Linked DNA regions of Triticum aestivum: region 1 is linked to region 2. Evidence: chromatin contacts called from public Hi-C data. All regions are on one chromosome and are shown on one strand. The core of a region is the stretch at or near the end of the contact, and the rest is flanking DNA. Distances in the headings are between cores, read along the strand shown.

Region 1 (4,380 bases), core at 1,218-3,717, 870 kb after region 2:
AGACCACATGCAATTGAGGCTGTTCGCGTAGGGCCAGAAGGGAATGTTTGAAAGCATATTATTTTTCGACATCCATCAAATGCCCCCAAAATTTTCCACCCAGTTCTATGATGAATTCAAGGCATCATGCCAAATTGTTTGGAATTTGACAAGTTTTGCATTTTTTGCAATTTTCTCGGTGAGAAAGGACCGACAAATGACCAGATGTGTCGCAACGTGCAAACAACGTCAGAAGTCGTTCAAACCTGGCATCGATGCCTCATATCTCCGTGCCATGCTACTGCGTGGGGTCATTTATTCATAGTCCAAAAAATACCAGTTTTATGAGTGTGCTAGACTAGGCGAGACGGGTGCATCCATGAGCATGTAGTTTCTTCTAATTTGAATGCCTATGTTATTCCAAAAATATTTCAAATTTTTAACAGGTTTCAAAAAGAATAATAAAGTTTTAAAAGAAGAAAAATGAATTAACGAAAAAAAGGAAAAGAAAGAAATTAAAAAATATGTTCAGGCCTTGGTTCAACTAGGCGACGACATCGCTCCCGCCGGGTACCTGTTGGGCCGACCCAAGCGTTTGCGGATTCAAAAAAAGTTCATCAATTTTGAAACTAGATGTTCATGAATTTGGAAAAAATATCGCGGGCATTGACAAATGTTTGTAAAAGTTGAAAAGAGTACATGGATTGAACAAAAGTTCACAAATTTGGAAACAAAGCTCACAAATTTAAGAAAATATTCATGATTTGAAAAGTTCATGGATTTAAGAAAAAGTTTCATGATTTAAAAATAGTTCACAGACTTAATAAAGCAAAGAAAATCAAAAGGAGAGAATAGTTAAAAATAGAAGAAAAACGAGACAAGCAAAAACTGAAAAATTTAAAATCACAATATGCTTCGAAAGATGTTCTTATACGTAATATAAGTGTTGGACAAAAGAGTATATGAGGACTCAAACTCAAGACCCAGTCAAACACGAGATATGAGCACTTGGGACATGTCTTAATGGGCCGGCCCAGTCGCAAGCGACTACGTAATTCTTATACTCCGTTGTCCTGGCCTTTTTTTTCTTCTGTCGAGCCATGGTTGGCTTTGGGACCTCCTAGCTTTTGCGTATGTATCCTCGGTTTTATCACAGGCGTTTCCTAATCGGCGCCCTAAGTGCCATTTAAAAGGTTTTTTTGGGGGGGAGGCAGGGGGGAGCGCCGTTTATAGGGTAATCCGTACAGGGCGTACACCCCTTAGGTCCTGTTAGCGGCACGGCCCATCTGTTTTTCTGTTCGTTTATTTCCATGTTTCAACATGGGATTTTTTTTTTCAAATTGCATGAACTTATTTTAAAATTCAACGAACTTTAAGAAAATGATAATTTTTTTCTGCTTTTGTGAACATTTTTTAAATCGATGATTTTTTTCACAGTTGATGAACTTTCTTTCAAAATCAATGTTTTTTTTTCATTTTCTGTCATTGTTTTTCCAAAATCCATGAACTTTTGCCAATGCAATGAACTTCTTTAAAAAATTTGATGAACTTTTTTCAATACTTGAACTTTTTTTTTTCAAATTTGAGAACTTTTTAAGTTTGTGAACTTTATTTTCAAAAACCATGAACACTTTTGAAGTATGTGTCCCCCTCGATGCAAACCTGTCCCAAATTTTGGAGTGAAAATGGGTCGAAACGGGCACAAAACAGACATAAAATGAAATGGGTTGCTGCGTTGGTCCGTGTTTTTTGTCCGTGCAGACCCAAATGGACACTACCAGACAAAATGGGTCCGTGCATTGTAGTTGGCCTTAGCTTTCCTCCCTTCCATCTTTGTTTCATACAGAAAGACCAAGGAGGGCGCTTGCGGCCTCATGACATTGTGAAGCTCAGGAACTATCTCTGCATTTCTATGCTCGTGACAGTTGAAGCTAAGCAGCTAATTCTTGATCACAACACTTACGACGCTATATAAATTTGAGCATGTTTTCTCCTGAAAAAAATAATTAAACTACAAACTAAAATAATTTTGAGCACCTGACACCCGGCCCATTCAAAAGAAATCCCCACGACATTCAGCAGCCCACGGGAAATAACCCCAGCCGAGCAATAAGCCCAGGGCCTCCAAAACCGCCATAGCTTTTCCTCCAAGCAATGCGTTATCATAAACCTTTTCCTACCATTCGCCCACTGACACCCGGGCACACCAAGCTCGTGGCTCCACAAGTCATTCCCTACGTCTGACATCCGCTCCGCTCTCCCGCGTAACCTCTTCACTCACCCCAGCTACTGCTAGAGGCACCCGCAACAACCCCTGGCAACCTTCATCGTCTCACGGACAGCCGGGCCCCACCGGATCGCTGACCTCCTGACCCCACCCGTCGGTGTCCGTGGGAGCAGGAGATATTTCCATACCGTACGCGCGCTCCGGAGCCGCAGAAATATCTCTCGTGGCTGCCTATTAACCCCATTCCCTCTCCCCCCCTCTCCACTCGTCCCCTCCTCCTCCTCCTCCCCAGAACCCTAAACCCCGCCGCCGCCATAAACCCTAGCCGCCGCCGCAGCCAGGGCCAGCCAGGATGTACGCCATGATCCGCCGCGCGGATCCCCTCCGGAGGCGCGCCGCGTCGGCCATCATGGCCGCGCTGCTGCAGCACCCGGCGGGCCCCTCCGCCGCCGGGGCGTCGGCGTCGGCCCTGCGGCCGCGGTCGCCACTCCCGCCGCCGGCGATGTGGTTCCACTCCAGGCCGGCCCCGCTCGGGTTCCGGGAGACGGGTGCCGCGCGGGCCGGGGCGCACGCCCAGTTCGCGGCGGACGAGGGGTGGAACTACGAGGATAAGAGGAAGCCCGCGGGGGGCGTGGCTGGGGCCGGGGCCAAGGAGGAGGGGCTGGAGATCGCAAAGCTCGGGATCTCGTCCGAGATCGTCGACAAGCTCTCCGCCAAGGGCATCACCAAGCTGTTCCCCATCCAGGTAACGGGAGCAGGCAGGCACGCAGCCTTTTCCCCCCTCTCTTCAATTGGAACGTGATTACTACTTCCTGTGGTCGTCGGTGGATTGTTTGCTCTCTGGTGCTACCGCTTGATTGATTGGTGCACATTTAATTATGTTTTTGTAGGAAAAAGAACATTTCCTCTTGATGGAATGTTGTAATTTCTGCACAGCTAATTAATTTTGAGCATAGCTCAGTACGAGGCTTGCTCCGATGTGCGGAATTGCGGAGCATTTCTTCATAGTTTTGTGTGGTTTTCCACTACCTCGCTGTCCTACGCGAGGCAACTGTGATCTTTCCATTCGTTCTGAATGCACAGATGTATTAATGGTAGTGAAATTTATACTCTACAAGTTAGTCTATAGAACCTTACTCATTTCGTAATTTGTAATAAGAGACAAAAATTTAAGTTTGCGTGATATTGTTCAGCAGTTCATTAGCTGTTGCGACTATCACTCTGTATTATTATGTGTGTGCTCGCGTCACTTTCTCTTGTGACAATAGTTATGCATGATCAGCTGTTTTTTACTTGTGCTTCTAGATTGGGTCAATCAAATCATCCCTGTATAGGCCCAATTTGTTATCTTTTTGCTCACCTTTATGTTGTCATCTTCAATATTCTCCTGGCAGTAGGGTAGATTGTTTACTGCTTACATGATCACACAATTAGTGAATGCCTTGTGTTTTGGATGTTAAAATTCCCTTCCTTTCTCTGATGTGTAGAGAGCTGTCCTTGAGCCAGCAATGCAAGGCAAGGATATGGTTGGCCGTGCCAAAACGGGGACAGGGAAAACTTTGGCATTTGGAATCCCCATAATGGATGCAATTATTCGCCATAACGCAGCTAACAAGTAAGTTTGGGCATTTTTTGCATCAATCATTATTCATTTTCCCTCTACCCCTTTTAGTGCCACCTTGTGTTGTATTGTCACCTCAATTGAATCTCTGGATTCACAGACCTGGAATACATCCCCTGGCGATATGTTTGGCACCAACACGGGAACTTGCAAAACAAGTTGAGAAAGAATTTGTTGATTCTTCCCGGCTGGAGACACTCTGTGTATATGGAGGCATTCCAATTCAGCAACAAATGAGAGTTCTTAGCCAGGGTGTTGATGTAGTTGTTGGGACACCTGGACGGGTAATTGATCTGCTAAATAGACGTGCTCTGAATTTGTCAAGTGTCCAGTTTGTTGTTCTCGATGAGGCAGACCAGATGCTGTCAGTGGGTTTTGATGAAGCCGTTGAGACAATTTTGCAAAATGTGCCTGCAAAACGTCAAACCTTGATGTTCTCCGCAACAATGCCACCCTGGATACGCAAGCTGATGCAGAAGTACCTCAAAGATCCTGTCATAGTCGATCTTGTGAGTGATGCTTACACATGTTTTACTGAACGCTGCAACTATGA
Region 2 (4,435 bases), core at 310-2,809:
GGCCATGGAGCATGAGAGGGTACACGGGCGGTCCAGCTTTCATAAGTACGGTTTGATGTTCAGCTGGTGTAATGCATACAAGTAACAGATAAAAGTGGTAGGAGACCCTAAACCATGGCAAAATTGATTTCATTTTCCTAACGAGAAGAATGTTTTCAACTCCAGAGCCACGCTTGACAGAAAAGAAAGCATTCTACTCATGTTAATGTTTTCGCCCTAAACAACTAACTAAACTAATTTGTAAACAAGATAAAAAAAAGGCATAAATCTACACGTTGAGCAATTTAATACTTAAAAAGAACAAATAAGAACTACATTAACACTTGTTCATTTATATACTTCTAACACCAGCAACAAGCCAAAGTTAGCACAACATGAAGTCTCGTGTGCAATTACAGACATCGCATACACCGTATGCACATGCTCCATGCTAAACATGAGTACACAACACTGACGTTATTAATATGGTAACAGATGAAATTTCAAACCAAAATCGCTCACACCAGGTAGTTCTCCCAACTCGATACATGACAAATCACCATAATAAAAGTTAAGCCATTAGAGAGCAATGATGTGTCGCGCAGGCCACGGTTCAGCATTAACCATGCCGATCCATACCATCGGCCCCGACACCCAGATCACTTCAGCGTCGAACCGAGCAAAACACCAAACCTAAGCTTAACCCAGTTACCCAGTAAACCCGCGCCAAGCGCATCAGAAAACAGAACAGCAGCGGTTCAATTATGCACCTATTATATAATTACATTCACATATACAAACCAAGCCCGCTAAACAGCATCATTTAAGATTAACATCACCTGATCGGTGATTCTAACAAACTAATAAAGAAAGGTATGGCCTCAGATTTAGTATCACATAATATATATAAACATCATTTGCGTCAGATTTAGCATGGTGTCAAATGTAGACATAATTTGCATCAGTCTTAGCATGGCATCAGTTAAATAGTCCAAGGTGCGTCAGATCAACCCTATTAGCAGTTTCCAGCTCAAAATAACTTCAGAGTAAGAAAATCAAACCAAAAACAGTGCTCATACAGGGGAGTGGGATGTTGGGGAACGGGAGCTTGACCTCCACAGCCGGCAATGCTGTGCAACTAACAGGGGAGGGAGTGGATAGGAGGAGGGGAGGACGATGGGAGAAGGGTGAGGGGAAGGGCGGCAGAGCAGCAGCCCCTGCTCCCCCGAGCGCATGGGGGAGGAGGCGCGGAACCTTCGCAGCGACGCTGAAGCGCGCCGGCGACGAGTCGGCGAGATCCACAGGGCGTCGAGCGTCGCACGAGAGAGAGCGGGGGGCGGGGAGAGCGGCGGAAGATGGGAGCGTGGAGCCAACAGGGAGGAGAACCCTACCTCTTCAGCGCGGGCGCGGGCGCGGGCGCGGGCGGAGGACGCGGCCGATCTGCCGCCTGAGAGCTCCGATCGGAGCAAACCCTCGCCGGAAAAGGCTGGCGCTCGCCGGAGAGGTGGGGATGGGAAGCTGTAGCAGCAGCAGCAGGAGAAACCCTCGCTAAAGCCTGAAAACCTTTTCCCTTTTATTATCCCCGAGACGAGACGAGACTTCCCCCTACCAATTGTGGATGTGTAACGTAAAAAAAAACATAAAGTGGGCCGAGCCTGGAAGTTTAGACATACACGGCCCAATAAGCACGGTTGGACTCGACTGAGCATCCTGGGCGGTGATATGTATGTATCGCCTTTTTTCGGTTTTGCTATTTAACAGTCGACTGTTTTTCAATTCGCTGTCACTCGAATTTGTGGCCGTCTAATCTTGCGCAGAGAGTTGTTGTCTCGGTCGCGGGTTTCTTTTCTGTGCAGTTTTCTTTTGTCGGGATCGGTTTTATTTTGGGTCTGTCCGTTACCATCTCCTCCGTGTGTGACGTTTCCTTTTCCTTTTCTCCATTCTGAATTTTTCCCCATTTCATTTTGATTGTACTGTTTTGAAAGGGCAGAGGGGGGAGCGATAGGAGGAGGCGCTCGAAGGACAGAGAAGTTGAGGCGATTCCATTGGGTTCATGGCGTTTCCGAGATCCCTCTTTGCCGGAGCTTGATTCTCCTATTTGATTCCCTACTTCCCTGATTAGTTACTCTTGTCTCTCTCCCTTTCCGTGTGCGATTTGCCATGGTGGTTGTGGTTGTGTAGTTTCCAGGTCTAGGTGTTCGTGCGTTTGTGTTGTAGATTTTGTTGCTGTTTGAGTATTTAGTTGTTGGTTCTGCTTCATGGTTCATGTAGTTTTCTGTGGATCCCATGTGCTCGTGTCAGTTGTTAGTATTTGTGTGATAGCCCCTAGCTTTGTGATTGCTCTATTACGTTTTAGGTGTTCTCATTTTGATCCTTTCGTTGTAGCCGCTATTTGGTTGCTCGTTTATGAATTTTTTGATTGATATGTTGGTGCTCTGCTAGGGTGAGGGTTTGTGATTTTTCAGGCGATAGGCATGTCTCTGTGTTGAATCTTCTGGATCGTCCCCTGCAGTTGCAGTTTCAACCATCTGGTAGGGTCAAGTTTAGGTAGTAGTGCTTTTTTAGGGTTGGTTTTCTTTTGTGTATGAGTTTTTTCAGAGTTTGCAGTGCTATTTTTCTGGTAGTTCGTGCCTTTTTTTTCTCCATAGCCCTCTGCGTTCTAGCACTGCAACTAGGTTTGGTAGTGTGTGTCAATTTTTTTCTATATGTTTTCCTTGAATTTCAGTGGATTTTAGCTCTGAATTGCACTGTAATACCTGAGTATTTTTATGTAATGTAGTCCTCCAGTTTTGCACATTATTGTTCTCTAGTATTTCTTTGTAATTCCCGTCTGAATTGTTTGCTGCAACTTTGAGCTTTTGATCTGTAATCGACGGTGGAGCTACATGTATTGCTTGCACTGTAAATTGTGTAGCTTTGCTTTGTAATTCATGTGCTTTCTGACTAAAGTTGCTTACTCTGTAATTTTCATCAGTTTTGCACTACACACTGCAACAACCATGGTATTTACACTGTAATTTCCATTGTAAGTTCACTGAAAAGTAGTTTGTAAGTAATTACACTGTAATTTCCTCTATGTACACTTTAATATCCATGGTAATTACACTGTAATTTCCCTCAATATACACTGTATTTTCCTCAATGTACACTGTAATTTCCATATAGTACTTACACTGTAATTTCCCTCAATGTACACTGTAATTTCTGTATAGTTTTTACACTGTAATTTCCCTCAATGCTCACTGTAGTATGCATGGTATTTACACTGTAATTTCCCTCAGATTTCTCTGTAATTTTCCTATAGTATTTACACTGTAATTTCCCTCAATGTACATTGTACTATGCTTGGTATTTTCACTGTAATTTCACTCAGATTTTTGCCAGTGTGATTTACCTAATGTAAACTGTATAATTGCTCTGTAATTACTATGTAATTCATGTGATTTTTGCACTGTAATCTCCCATTTCTGATTTTCACTGTAATTTATGTGCTTTCTTGGTTGTATGCCTTTGATTACTCTGTAATTTGTGTCAGGTTTACATTGTAATTTCTTGGGTTCTTGAATATAATTTCCATTAGTTTACCCTGTAATTGGTATCTCCTGGTTGTGTTATGAGCTGGGATTGTGTATTAGCCGGGATCTATGGATCGGAGGGGTAGTACAAGGTGAGACCTGGGTGTGTGTTTGGCCCTTTTTTTGCAAGTTTAAGGTCAGCTGTTTGCTGCTTTTCTTCTTCTTTTAGTTGTCCGGTGCTTTGTGGTCGTCGCGTTGTTGAGTTTCTGTTTGGATTAGTTGAGAACCGTGTCACAATCTTAACCCGACCCGTTTTTTTGGAAATACATACAAAGATCGGTGGTAACTGGACATACAGTTGTCAACAGGACATTGATCAGGAAATTTGAATGTTACCCAATTAGAAATCAGTCAAATGCTATGTATGTATCGCCTGAACGAGAGTGCTCGCTCTCTCACACCGCACATGTACCGGTTCGCTCACCCCTCAAAAAAACAATGTACCAGATAGCTCACATGTAGTATAAGGCTATGTCAATTAATTCGGATCAACAAAACTACTTTTTCTTACTTGAAAATAAGGGTTTTCTAGTTTTTATATATTTAGGAAATTTTTATATATAAAAATCTTTAAAAACATTTGTTAATTTTAAAATATTCACTAATTTGAAAATTGTTTTAAGAATTTGAAAAATATTTCCGAATCAAAAATGTTGATAAATTTTAAACAATTTGCAAACTTGAGAAAAGTCATGAATCTGGGAAATATTTTTGAACTAAAAAAAGTTCCTGAATTTAAAAGATGTTAATGAGACAAAAAACGCTCATAGATTCAAAAATAAATGAATAGAAAAATATTCATGAATTTAAGAATGTTGGTTAATTCAAAAAATATTAGTCAAATTTTAAAATTTACCCAAATTTTAAAAATGTTCACGAGT

The links. A called contact is a pair of places that touch in the nucleus more often than the background predicts.
Region 1: a contact with region 2 is called in a Hi-C map of leaf, with 4 times the contacts expected there. The contact joins the promoter of LOC123110389 here to the promoter of LOC123110386 in region 2. A contact is called at or near these places in 2 of 5 Hi-C or Micro-C datasets (both in leaf).

What each region holds. Positions count from the first base shown.
Region 1 is chr5B:58,504,867-58,509,246 of IWGSC CS RefSeq v2.1, forward strand. LOC123110389 (DEAD-box ATP-dependent RNA helicase 9) reads left to right here and starts at 2,468. Exons shown (of 7, transcript XM_044530883.1): 1 at 2,468-2,951; 2 at 3,694-3,821; 3 at 3,928-4,336. The coding sequence starts at 2,559.
Region 2 is chr5B:57,635,102-57,639,536 of IWGSC CS RefSeq v2.1, forward strand. It overlaps LOC123110386 (cullin-associated NEDD8-dissociated protein 1), which reads right to left and starts at 1,560. Exons shown (of 29, transcript XM_044530879.1): 1 at 1,371-1,560.